Regions from separate parts of the Mus musculus genome. Here region 1 is linked to region 2. A link is a contact called in public HiChIP or PLAC-seq data. All regions are on one chromosome and are shown on one strand. Each heading gives the region's core, a stretch centred on a gene start, on an enhancer-like site or on the middle of the called end of the contact. The rest is flanking DNA. Distances are from core to core; before and after follow the strand shown. Region 1 overlaps Gm34080 (a long non-coding RNA gene). Region 2 holds the start of Six4 (sine oculis-related homeobox 4).

Region 1 (5,782 bases), core at 1,754-4,253, 380 kb before region 2:
CATCACCACCACCACCACTTTGTGTTGTGTGGCAGCAAAGAGGCCTTCCCCAGCTGGTGTCACACTGTCATGGAGTCTCTAACCATCAGAACTGTGAGCTTAAAAAGATTTCTCTAGGGAGCTGGAGGAATGGCTCAGCGGTTAAGAGCACTGACTGCTCTTCCGAAGGTCCTGAGTTCAAATCCCAGCAAACACATGGTGGCTCACAACCACCTGTGATGAGATCTGACGCCCTTCTCTGGTGCGTCTGAAGACAGCTACAGTGTACTTATTTATAATAATAAATAAATCTTTGGGCCGGAGCAAGCAGAGGTCCCAAATTCAACTCCCAACAACCACATGAAGGCTCACAACCATCTGTACAGCTACAGTGTGTACTCATATACATAAAATAAATAAATCTTTAAAAAAAAGATTTCTCTAGTTTTCATAATTTAACCACCATGTTTTTTAGAGTAGAAAATAGTCTAGGACAGAGGAAGTGGTGCTGTTCCAGGACTGTGGGTCTTTCTAGAATGTTCTAACTCTACACTGCATCTCTCACTATTTCACTGAGCTCAGAAATCCTCATGCTCCTATACCAACACATTCCTCAACTCCACAGTGAGAATGTAGTTGAGTCTTCCCAAGGGCTCAGCGAGGACGCAGGTTCTCGAATCTTACACAGTAAATCCACATTACAACCTCTCTGAGCCTTACACTCCCTCCTCGCTACTATACCATGGCAGCTCTGACATCTCCACATACTTTCTCAGGAGCTGTTTTCTATGTGGCCCTTCAGCAACAGAGAGGACAATCATGATTTATAAGGAACCTTCACTATAAAGTTGAAACACATAACACAATTCCCTAAAATTTACAGTTGGAGAAATCGTAACAACTCAAATGTTATTTTTGAGTGCTTTTTTTTTTCCATTTTAACAATGGATGTTATTCCTCTGGGTGACATCATTGAGTAATTCAATCAGTAGGTTAACTAAGGTCTCCGCAATGGAACTGACTGGGATGGTGACAGCATTGCCTTTCTGTTTTGTGGGGTGGTGGCACCTCTACACAGCCTGCTTCCTCGTGAGGCTAATGCCAACTCTGCTGGGGTGTTATTGACAGAAATCTTGTATTAAGGAGAAAGCATGGACCAGCAGACACAGACATGGCTGGGTTTTCACATAGAGTCTTTCCTGTTGAAGTTCACCAACCTTGTGAAGAAAGAATATCTTTTTTGTATGGATGCATCACCTATCAATTAAAAAGCCTATGCCCTATGGCTTAGGCAGGAAATAGGAGGTAGAATATCCAGGAAGAGAAAGAATTCTGGGATAGAGCCAAGCAGGAGTTTCCCTAGGGAAGGTATGACCAGACTGACACATGGTCCCTGAGCACAGGTAGCCAACCACGTGGCAGAATGTAGGTTAAAATAAATGGGTGTCTCTAGTTATGATCTAGTCAGAGTAGAGCCCGGCTATATGGCCAAGGTATTTGTAAATATATTTAGAGTCTGTGTCTTGTTTCTGGGAGCGTGGGGCTGGGAGGCAGAACCAGGCCTAACTTGTAGATCCCTGTCTTGGTGGAAAGACATAACATGAAGAACACAATCCCCTCTTCAGCCTTGGAGTTTCATTGGTTCTGTAGTCACCAAGCAATGTAGTCATCTATTTATATTAAACGGTTATTTGTTATCTATTTGGAACTCAAACTCAACTTGGCATCCTGTCCTTTCTCTGGGGATTCTAATAACACAACTGCCATATTTCATTCCCACGGAGGGCCAAGGACCACTACCCATCTGTAACAATCAACTCTAACACACCTATTTGTCCCACATCCTGTCCCTGCTCCAAAGCCAAAGGAGGTTTACGTCGTCCAAATGGCGGTCCTTGCCAGCTTCAGTTTGGGTTGTTTACTTCAGGAACACTGATTAAGTCATATATTACAAAGAAGCCTCCCCCTACCTCTAATTCAAAACAGCTGAACCAGCTTCCGTGCCTGCCAGCCAAGCCTTATGGTGCATGCCTTCGGAGGGGACGGGACTTGGGACGAGGGCGATGGGTGGACAGCTTTAGTATTAAGCAAGGACATCACTTTGTACCCTTGTAGAAAATGCTCTTTATAGCGCATCAGGTTACAAAGCCTCAGTTAGGTTGGGGAGGGGGGCGGCAAGGAAGGACAGACAGAGCACAGAGGGGCACAATGTTTGAGGATCAAAGAACCCAGCCTGTCAAGTGCTGTGACATTTCTTCGGTGAGGAAATGGGTTCACATTTTACCCCCGAGGGTTTACAGACAAAAGCCAAGGTTCCACTCAAAAAAATTTAAGACATTTATTAAGATGCCAAACTGCATCTACCCACAGATGCTTTGGACCCCCACTCGGTTTTCCCTTTAAACTCTGGGGGCAGGAGGATAGTTTATTATGTGGCTGTGAGGGTTGCGCTCAGCTGAAATGCAGACATCTTGAAATGTGTGAAAGATGAGGAATGAGTTTCCTTCTAAAGTTCATCTAAAAAGGACTAGGACGTTTGACCTGAAGCTATGAGGTGATGATGGAGGGCTGGCTATAGGCACGCATGGTATCTCTCCTCTCCTCTCCTCTCCTCTCCTCTCCTCTCCTCTCCTCTCCTCTCCTCTCCTCTCCTCTCCTCTCCTCTCCTCTCCCCTCCCCTCCCCTCCCCTCCCCTCCCCTCCCCTCCCCTCCCCTCCCCTCCCCTCCCCTCCCCTCCCATCTGCACTGCAGAGCTGGAGGAGAGGGTTCGAGGTGAGAGGAGAGAGGGAGGCTGGGAGCTCGGGAAGTCTGCAGTGAGTACAGTAGATGCATTTCCCCGCTCATAGATATCTCCAGCGTTGCCTTTCTGGAGAGAATCCAGTTTGCTTTAATTTCATTTTACAGTAAACTCTCTATGAATGGACATGAAAGTGCCGTCAAGGTCAGCAGGCCACGGGATGAAACGGACCGGCTCGGACCTGCTCAGAGCAGTTCCACCTTCATGTCTATTGACCAGAAACATGGCATTAGCTATGCTGAGGAAACCAACAGAAGATAAAATCAAAGCTCAGCCTTTGCACGGCTCCAAGGCAGGCCCTATATTTGCCTTCGTGCAAGCTTTGTAATATCTGCTATAGCCTGACAGGCGTTTGAAAGAACAGACGTTCTATGAGAAGGTCAAGGAGGCAGATCCTGCGCTCAGAGGCTGCCCGCCGAGATGCCCACATAGATAGAGCAGACCTGTGGATGTGGACAGACGTCTGCCTCTGAGGCTAGGGAGAAACCCGTGGTTTCTGTTTTGTTTAGTTTCAGTTTTGGGTGTTGAATCTAGGGCCTTGTGCATGCTAGGCACGTGCTCTACCATTGATCTACGTAGCCAGTCTGTTTTTAATTTTTTTTTTCTTTTGAGACAGGGTCTCACTTGGTCCCCCAGGTTGCCTTTGAACTTGCCCAGGCAGACCATGGTGTGGCAATCCTCCTGCCTCCATCTCCAGAGTAGCTAGGATTACAAGTCTGGATCTTTTACTCTTTCAGATGTCATGATAGCCTTCCCTTTGACTTTACCCTAAATGTTTCTCAAAGCCGCAGAGAAGGTTCTGACAGGATGGCCTTTCACAGGTGAGAAGGGGAAAGGTGATGGCGCTGCCATTGAGCCTCAGGTGACGTGGGTGAAATCAGAAAGATGCATGGAACCCACATAGAGAAGGCCAGATGCAGGGGGCACAAGCCACTGAATTCCCAGTCACGTCAGAGACCTAGATGGGCCTCAGTTTAGGGAACTTAGTGAGATTTTTGTCTCAATGTAAAAACAGAAAAGGAGTCTGAAGATTTAGCTCAGTGGCAGAGCACCTGCCTAGCACTCAAGAGGGTCTAGATACAAACCTCTCAGTTCCCCAACCCGCAAAGATAACCAGTGAACTCAGAGTACCAGGGCTGGAGCTTGGTGGTAGGCACCTGCATAGTATACATAGCCCTTGGCGGATGTTATCCCCAAAACCACACACACACACACACACACACACACACACACAAAGATGTACCAAGGACAGTATCATCATCAATATTCCATCTCCCTCAATCCCTCCTCTCCTGAGATGCCACTTACAGTAAAAGGCACGAATCTAAAGTATAGTTTTGATGAATTTTCACAACTGTAGTCTGTCTCAACACCCTTTACTCCAGATAGAGGACAAAGCCTGGAGCGAGAGACATGCTGTCCACAGCATTCCAAGATATGGCAGGCTCAACACCTTTAAATGCCAGAGTAGCCTGTACCTACAATCTCATTCCAGGTCTTTGCTGCTTGGTTTTGTAGCACCAGGTTCTACAGAACTAATGAGGAGTTTCATTTCCTCCTCAGAGTTTAGCCAGCACTACCATGTGACATTCAAGAGCCAGGCCTTCAGCAGCGAAAGGTCTCCTAAGCCTAGAGAAATGTACAAGGTCTTGTAGGGAGTGAGGTGAGCATTTGTAATGGACTTAGAGACAGACAGGTAAAATCGAGAACCTTCTATCCTCCAGAGGGGCCGATGGCCTCCTCCACCCATTCACCATGACTTTGTAATTTCTGGTATTGTTTGACTTTTATTACCTGTTTTAAACCCCCAAGCTTCTTCTAACCTGATACCAAAAAGTCCCCAGTGTCCAGATCACAAATGAATGAGGAGAGACGTGGTCTGAAGCGCGTGTTTAATAAGCCAGCAGTGTGTGAACCTGCAAAGGACACTGTGGTGTCCCGGAGACGCTGGTGGTCTCCTGCGTGTCTCTTGAAACTCATAGCAGTTCTAAGCTGTAGTATCGATCTGAGCTCAACACGAAGTTCTTTGTATCACACTAACTTGGGCCTGAGTGAAGCAGAGGATCTGTGGCAGCGTGGGATAGAACACAGAAGCAGACCTAAGCTCTTTTCCTAAGCAGTGACAAAACCTGGACGCCCCAGACCAGGAGTTAAAGGGAATTAAATAATTAAATAGCAAGTGTTTATTCCAAACGCATTGTTCACAAATACAGTTATGTTACAACTGTTTATAAATGTTTCTTGAACGTCTGCCCTGGTCAGAGTTCTTTGGAAAATAGAACCAACGGAGTGTTTTCAAATGTACAAAGAGAGCTCTTTTCTGAAAAACTGGATCAGTGACTATGGGCACGGTACACCTGGATCTCATAGAGACAAAACTTTAGGTAATAGTTGATAGTGTCATCTCAGGTCTGAAATCCACACAAGGGCAGCGAGCTAGAGGGGCAGGCAAGATTTCTGTGTTATAACCTGGAGGGTGAATTCCAAAGGAAGCCTCAGGTTTTCACTTTGGGATTTTAATGGATTGGACAAGGCCCTCTCGGTCTACAAAAGGTAATCTGCTTTATTGAAAGTCTGTGTTTGTAAATGTTAAATCTCATTTTCAAACACTTTCACATCTATACTGACATTTTACCAAACAACTTGGTACTACACAGCCTGGCAGAGATGACAGATAAAATTAACCATCACAGGGTTCAATTGTTTACTATGTTAGGGTTTGCAGAGAAAAACCTGTGGAAAATTAAACCTAAGAGGGGGCATAAAGACTTACTGTCTTAGAACCCTGATCAGCTGGGTTTCTGGTCTAGTATAAAATGTGATTGTAACCACGGTTGTACATTCTCTATCAAAGGAAGAGAAGTAGTGAATATACAGAAGCCAGCAATGCCCTGGAGTGAGACCTCAACTGTTAAACTCTGATGGCCTGGATTCTCATTGTGAGGGTTCAGGACCCAGCCAAGATAAGGGATGAAAGAGGAGACCTTCATGTGAAGTTGGATCCCA
Region 2 (5,648 bases), core at 1,374-3,873:
CAAATAATGAAGTCTATAATGAATTAATTATGGTGCATAATATGCCAATGTGGTCAACTCACACAAATGTACTGCTATAAGGTGTAAGGATTAGGGACAAGTATGTGAAGGGTAAGTAGAAACTCTCTTTACTATTTTTATGATTTATCAGTAAATCAAAATTATCCTAAAATAAAAAAATGTTTTTAAGTGCAAGAAAAAATTTAAAAAGCAAGGAAGTTTTAAACTCAAATATTATCCTGAACTTGATAGCTATCCGGACGTTTTCAAAGGAGGAGAGATATAAAGTGTTGCCTATGGTTATCAATTTTAAATCTGCCGAAGATGTCACTTACAATTTCACCACACTAGGATACTGTTTTTGAAGCAAAAAAGAAGGAGAGAAGTGGGGGCTACTGAGATAGCTGACCGTGCAAAGGTGCTTGCCATTAAGCCTCACAGTTCACCTGAGTTCAATCCCCAGCACCAATACAGTGGAAGAAGAGAATCAAAATCAGACAACCAACTCTCGAGTTGTCCTCTGACCTTCACACATGTGTCATGGCTGGCATGTGTGTTCTTGCATGTGCTCGCGCATGCACACACACACACAAATAAACATTTTAATGGAGAGCAGTTAGGTTATGTATCAAATATCTCAGCTAACCAAGAATAAAGTGGTAGAAAGAAAGAAAAAAGAAAAAAAGAGCCGGCGGTGGTGGCGCATGCCTTTAATCCCAGCACTTGGGAGGCAGAGGCAGGTGGATTTCTGAGTTTGAGGCCAGCCTGGTCTACAAAGTGAGTTCCAGGTCAGCTAGAGCTACACAGAGAAACCCTGTCTCGAAAAAACAAAAACACAAGAAAGAAAGAAAGAAAGAAAGAAAGAAAGAAAGAAAGAGAGAGAGAGAGAGAGAGAGAGAGAGAGAGAGAGAGAGAGGGAGAGAGAGGAAGGAAGGAAGGAAGGAAGGAAGGAAGGAAGGAAGGAAGGAAGGAAGGAAGGAAGAGAGAGAGAGAAAGGGAAAAGGAAAGGGAACAGGAAAAGGGAAGGGAAAAGGGAAGGGAAAAGGGAAGGGAAGGGAAGGGAAGGGAAGGGAAGGGAAGGGAAGGGAAGGGAAGGGAAGGGAAGGGAAGGGAAGGGAAGGGAAGGGAAGGGAAGGGAAGAAATGGGAAGAAAGCAAACCTCACCAAATTGAAGTGACAGCAGGTGACCTGAACAGCTGCCTGACAACATGCTGAAATAGGCAGTTATGAGTGACTGGGAAGCAGAAACACTACAAGGCCACCCTGAAGTAAAGGTTAGGGGGAGGACATTTAGCTGTTAAGAGTTTGAGAAGAAGCATATGCAAACAAATTCAACTGGCCCACAGTAGCCAGAGACAGGCTCACCATCCCTCTCTGAGCTAAGACCTCATGCAAACCATGAAGGACAGAATCCCAACTGAAGATAGCCACATTGCACCTCCTCCCTTCAGCCTCAACCCTGGCGGAGCAATCCTAGCAAGGGTTGCTGATTCTGTCCGGATCTCTTCCAATAGACCCGCATATAGAGATGGTGTTCTTCCCAGACCTATCTATCACCTTCAAAGAGAAACTATTTATCCATTCCAGCACCACATCGTGTGTGTGTGTGTGTGTGTGTGTGTGTGTATGTGTGTGTGTGTGTGTGTGTGTGTGTGTGTGTGTAGGGGGGTGCTGATGGTATCCACATTTTGAATGTTTCTACTATGGTAAATAGATTTATGCCCTAGTCCATTATAATTTAGCTCTCTTCTATACTACTTACCCAGTATAAACATCCAGGTTTATTTTCTATATGCTTATTTGTATTAGGTCCATCTCAGGGTTTCTGCCTTTTTTTTTTTTTAATGCTTCTTGCCTTTGTCATCTCGGTGGGCTACACACACTGCTCATTTCAAGGTTTTTCAAGATCTCCCCCTCCGGAATTTTCATTACTACCAATGCTTCTCTATCAGAGCATTCCTTAGTGCTGTTCTTGACTCTTGAATACACATCCTTAATAAAGACATCCCTTAGTTTGGGGGGTGGGGGGAGGAGGTGCTGGGGAGCTTCGGAATTAGTCTCTGAAGTTTTGTTATCTACATACTGAGGGTGGTCTCTTTGTTAAAATTTTAGCTGTCCAGACTTTAAGGTCACGCGATTAGTATTCCCTTGGGAATCACTGGGCCTTTCTTTGAAAGAGCTGTCCAATTTTCAGGCCACACTAAATAACTGCCCATTCAGAAGCTTGGCCAGAAAAGAATGTCGGTGTTTTCCGGCAGGTAAAGGTGCCTGGGGGTCAGGGAGAGAGGGAAAGGCAAGGGGTGGAGTGGGAGGCGGGTGATCGACAGGGATAGAAACGGTGTCTCCTCCTCCCACTGAATGCGAAATAGCCAATGGGGTGGCTCGGCCGGGCCGGCCGGGCGGCCAGTGCCATATAGTATGCAGCAACCGGAGGAGTCACGTTGGGGGAACGGCAGAAAGCAGCTATCCGTTTACACTACTTTGCTCTAGCAGCTATCTTAATGGTGACTGCGTGGCCTGGGGGAAACCTGATCGGCCAGATCCAGCCGAAACCGGGAGGGAGGGAGTGGGCTTTCCGGAGGGGGGAGGGGGAGGGAGGCGAAGAAGGAGGAGTAAGAGAGGGGGAAAGAAAGAGGAAAAGAGTGCGAGGGAGTGAGGGAGGGAGGAAAATAAACAACAAAAAATGTCCTCTTCCTCCCCCACCGGGCAGATTGCAAGTGCGGCGGACATCAAGCAGGAGAATGGGATGGAAAGCGCCTCGGAAGGACAGGAGGCGCACCGAGAAGTGGCGGGGGGCGCGGCGGCTGGGCTGAGCCCCCCGGCTCCAGCTCCTTTCCCCCTGGAGCCGGGGGACGCCGCGGCTGCCTCCAGGGTAAGCCGGGAGGAAGGGGCAGCGGCGGCGGGAGCGGCAGATCAGGTACAACTCCACTCGGAACTTCTGGGCAGGCACCAGCACGCAGCCGCCGCGCAGCCCCCACTGGCCTTCTCGCCGGACCATGTCGCCTGCGTGTGCGAGGCGTTGCAGCAGGGGGGCAACCTGGACCGCCTGGCCCGGTTTCTTTGGTCCCTGCCCCAGAGCGATCTGCTACGTGGCAACGAGAGCCTTCTGAAGGCGCGAGCGCTCGTGGCCTTCCACCAGGGCATCTACCCTGAGTTGTACAGCATCCTCGAGAGCCACAGCTTCGAGTCGGCCAACCATCCGCTGCTGCAGCAGCTCTGGTACAAGGCGCGCTACACCGAGGCCGAGCGAGCGCGCGGCCGGCCGCTGGGCGCCGTGGACAAGTACCGGCTGCGCAGGAAATTCCCCTTGCCCCGCACCATCTGGGACGGCGAGGAGACGGTGTATTGTTTCAAGGAGAAGTCGCGCAACGCGCTCAAGGAGCTCTACAAGCAGAATCGCTACCCCTCGCCGGCTGAGAAGCGGCACCTGGCCAAGATCACCGGCCTCTCCCTCACCCAGGTCAGCAACTGGTTCAAGAACCGGCGGCAGCGTGACCGAAACCCCTCCGAGACCCAGTCCAAAAGGTGAGCGCCAACTTTCCTCCTCCCCCTTCCTCCCCCCACCCTTTCCCAGCTTTCTTTTCCTCCTAGCGCTCGAAAACATGGCGCTTACCTTCCCCACCAGCCTGGTCCGGCTGCCCACCTCTCCCCGCCCCCCACCTCGCTTCCCTACCGGGGTGGTAGGGGGGACGACGGTGGCAACGAGCGGGCGGGGGATCCTCCCTCCTAACCCTCCCCCTCCTGCCCCCAGAAGTTTCTGGTCGCCCTCTTAGGTCCAGTCCCCGCCCCCACCTCGGCTGGTCACTGCTGCCCGGCTTCCCACCCCCATCCTGCTGCCTTTGAAGTTGCCACTCTCGCCTTGGTTCTTTTAGGGAATGTGTGCGCACGCTGCCGGCAAGGCTGCTCTCACGGCAGCTCTGGGCCCGCAGGGGCTGCCGGCGCCGGCCGGGGTCCCTGCCTCCGCGGGGTTACCCGGAGCCTGGAGTGCGCACACGCTCCAGGGTACCCAGGGTTCGACTGAAGCCCGGGCTTGCCCTGGAGGTCACCAGGGGCTCTCTGGAAGGAAAAGGAGAGTTAATGGAGACTAGTGGCTCAGATGGGGTCTGGGGACGTCGAGGCTTTAATATGACAGAGTTAATCATTTACCCTGCCCGCCGCGGTTCCCATCGCTGCTAGGGCAGCGTGGGGTGTGGGTGCTGCTCGTCTCTGCGGTGTTTTGAAACCTGATTCTGAACAACTTCGGATCGGGTTACAGTGCCTCAGAGGTGGCAGGACTGAAGGACAGTTTCTTGGACCCCCTAACACAGCATGATCCCCTACTGACTTTGGGAATAGGAGACAAGCCGGCTGGCATAAGGTGGGCAGCAGGAAAGAAGTAGGGGAGCTATCCACTCAGTCCTCCTTCAGCCATCCTACACACACACAGACCCACACACACTCTCTCTCTCTCTCTCTCTCTTTCGTATAAAATGCAGGGTTTTTGTTTTGTTTTGTTTTGTTCTTCTCTTTTGTGTCTGCTAGAGTCAGACCCTTGGCTGTGTGTGGGTGTTTGTGTGTGTGGGTGTGTTGTTGTTTAGGTGTGTAGTGGTTGTTGTTGCTGCTGCTGCTGCTGCTGCTGCTGCTGTTGTTGTTGTTGTTGTTGTTGTTGTAAGGGTAAAGTAAGCAGAAGGTTGATGGCCCCCTCCCCGCGGGGATTGGGGAGAAGAGAATCAAAATGCAGTTCAAATGTTTTGCTCTGGGAAGGAACCCGGGAGCCATGGAAGCAGCCAGCCTGGGCCAGGTGAAGGTGATCACCCTGCGCATTCCAGAGCCCTCCCTCGCTACTATGCCCTGCGCCCGGGTGGAGCTGGAGGCCCACAGCTCACCCCAGGCAGGGAGAGAGGCGCACTGTGCAGCCCTGACCCTTGTTGCGGGTAACCATAAACAAAACATGCCGGGCGACCTGCGAGCACCCTCTCCGTCTTGAGAGAGGGGGCGACCCGAAGAAAGAGCACTGGTTAGGAGACCCCACCTACCCCGGAGTGCTCTGCAGATGGACTGAAGGAATCTCCTAGGCACTGGGTAGGAAGCCGGTGGCACATGCTGACCAGCTGTCCTGTAACCTTTGCTATGGAACCGGCCCAGTTCCCAGGATCTAATCTACACACACACACACACACACACACACACACACACACATATCCTGAGCCATGCTCTGCTGACTTCATCCTCCTCCCCATTAACTCCACACCCTCAACCCCCAGCCCAGTTGCCTGGTATAGGCCCCTCTCCGGATCTACCTCCCACCCGCACCCCTGGTGAGTCACCCTCACCAATGGCGACGGCTGCTCTGCTTCAGCTCATAAATCAAAGCGCTTTCTGCGCTCCTGGCCCCAAAGCCCAAAGCCTGGGTAATCCCCTCCCCTCGGCTTGAAAGGAAACCGACCACATTGGGATGTTGGATCCTCAGCTGGACCAAGTCTCACCAGGCTTCCAAACTGCTTCTGTCCTGCCCCGCCCAGATTCAAACCAAAGAGGAAAACTGCCACCATTCCTCCCTGACCCGAACTTGGTATTTCCCTTATGTCCAGGATCCTGGAATAGGAGGACTGAAGACTCAGGGCAGGAGTCTGATAGTGACAAGGCCACTGAGTGATGCTCACCTTTTC

The links. HiChIP or PLAC-seq counts read pairs in DNA pulled down with a chosen protein or histone mark.
Region 1: an H3K27ac HiChIP or PLAC-seq map of regulatory T cell precursor shows a contact between it and region 2, with 8 times the contacts expected there. The contact joins the enhancer-like site here to the promoter of Six4 in region 2. A contact is called at or near these places in 9 of 39 promoter capture datasets (the C10 cell line, the HPC-7 cell line, cranial neural crest and 6 more), 1 of 15 datasets of contacts at CTCF or cohesin (the NIH/3T3 cell line), 4 of 484 Hi-C or Micro-C datasets (bone marrow-derived macrophages, cerebral cortex, muscle stem cells and 1 more), 25 of 115 datasets of contacts at active chromatin or transcription factors (the 230-238 cell line, the NIH/3T3 cell line, T-cell acute lymphoblastic leukemia and 18 more) and 3 of 9 other capture datasets (adipose tissue, liver and macrophages).

What each region holds. Positions count from the first base shown.
Region 1 is chr12:73,491,607-73,497,388 of GRCm38.p6, reverse strand. The region is part of intron 2 of Gm34080 (a long non-coding RNA gene); the gene reads right to left. It overlaps Gm34016 (a long non-coding RNA gene), which reads left to right. Exons shown (of 4, transcript XR_381683.2): 3 at 3,514-3,597. Among named protein-coding and RNA genes, the nearest start is that of Gm34016, 15 kb to the left of the region's middle. Within about 2 kb of position 3,003, at least 20 of the 459 cell types and tissues checked have an H3K27ac peak or open chromatin away from gene starts, as enhancers often do. A contact at or near this core is called in regulatory T cell precursor, where this site is marked.
Region 2 is chr12:73,110,220-73,115,867 of GRCm38.p6, reverse strand. Six4 (sine oculis-related homeobox 4) reads left to right here and starts at 2,623. Exons shown (of 3, transcript NM_011382.3): 1 at 2,623-3,525. The coding sequence starts at 2,684. It also overlaps a transcript of Mnat1 not described here.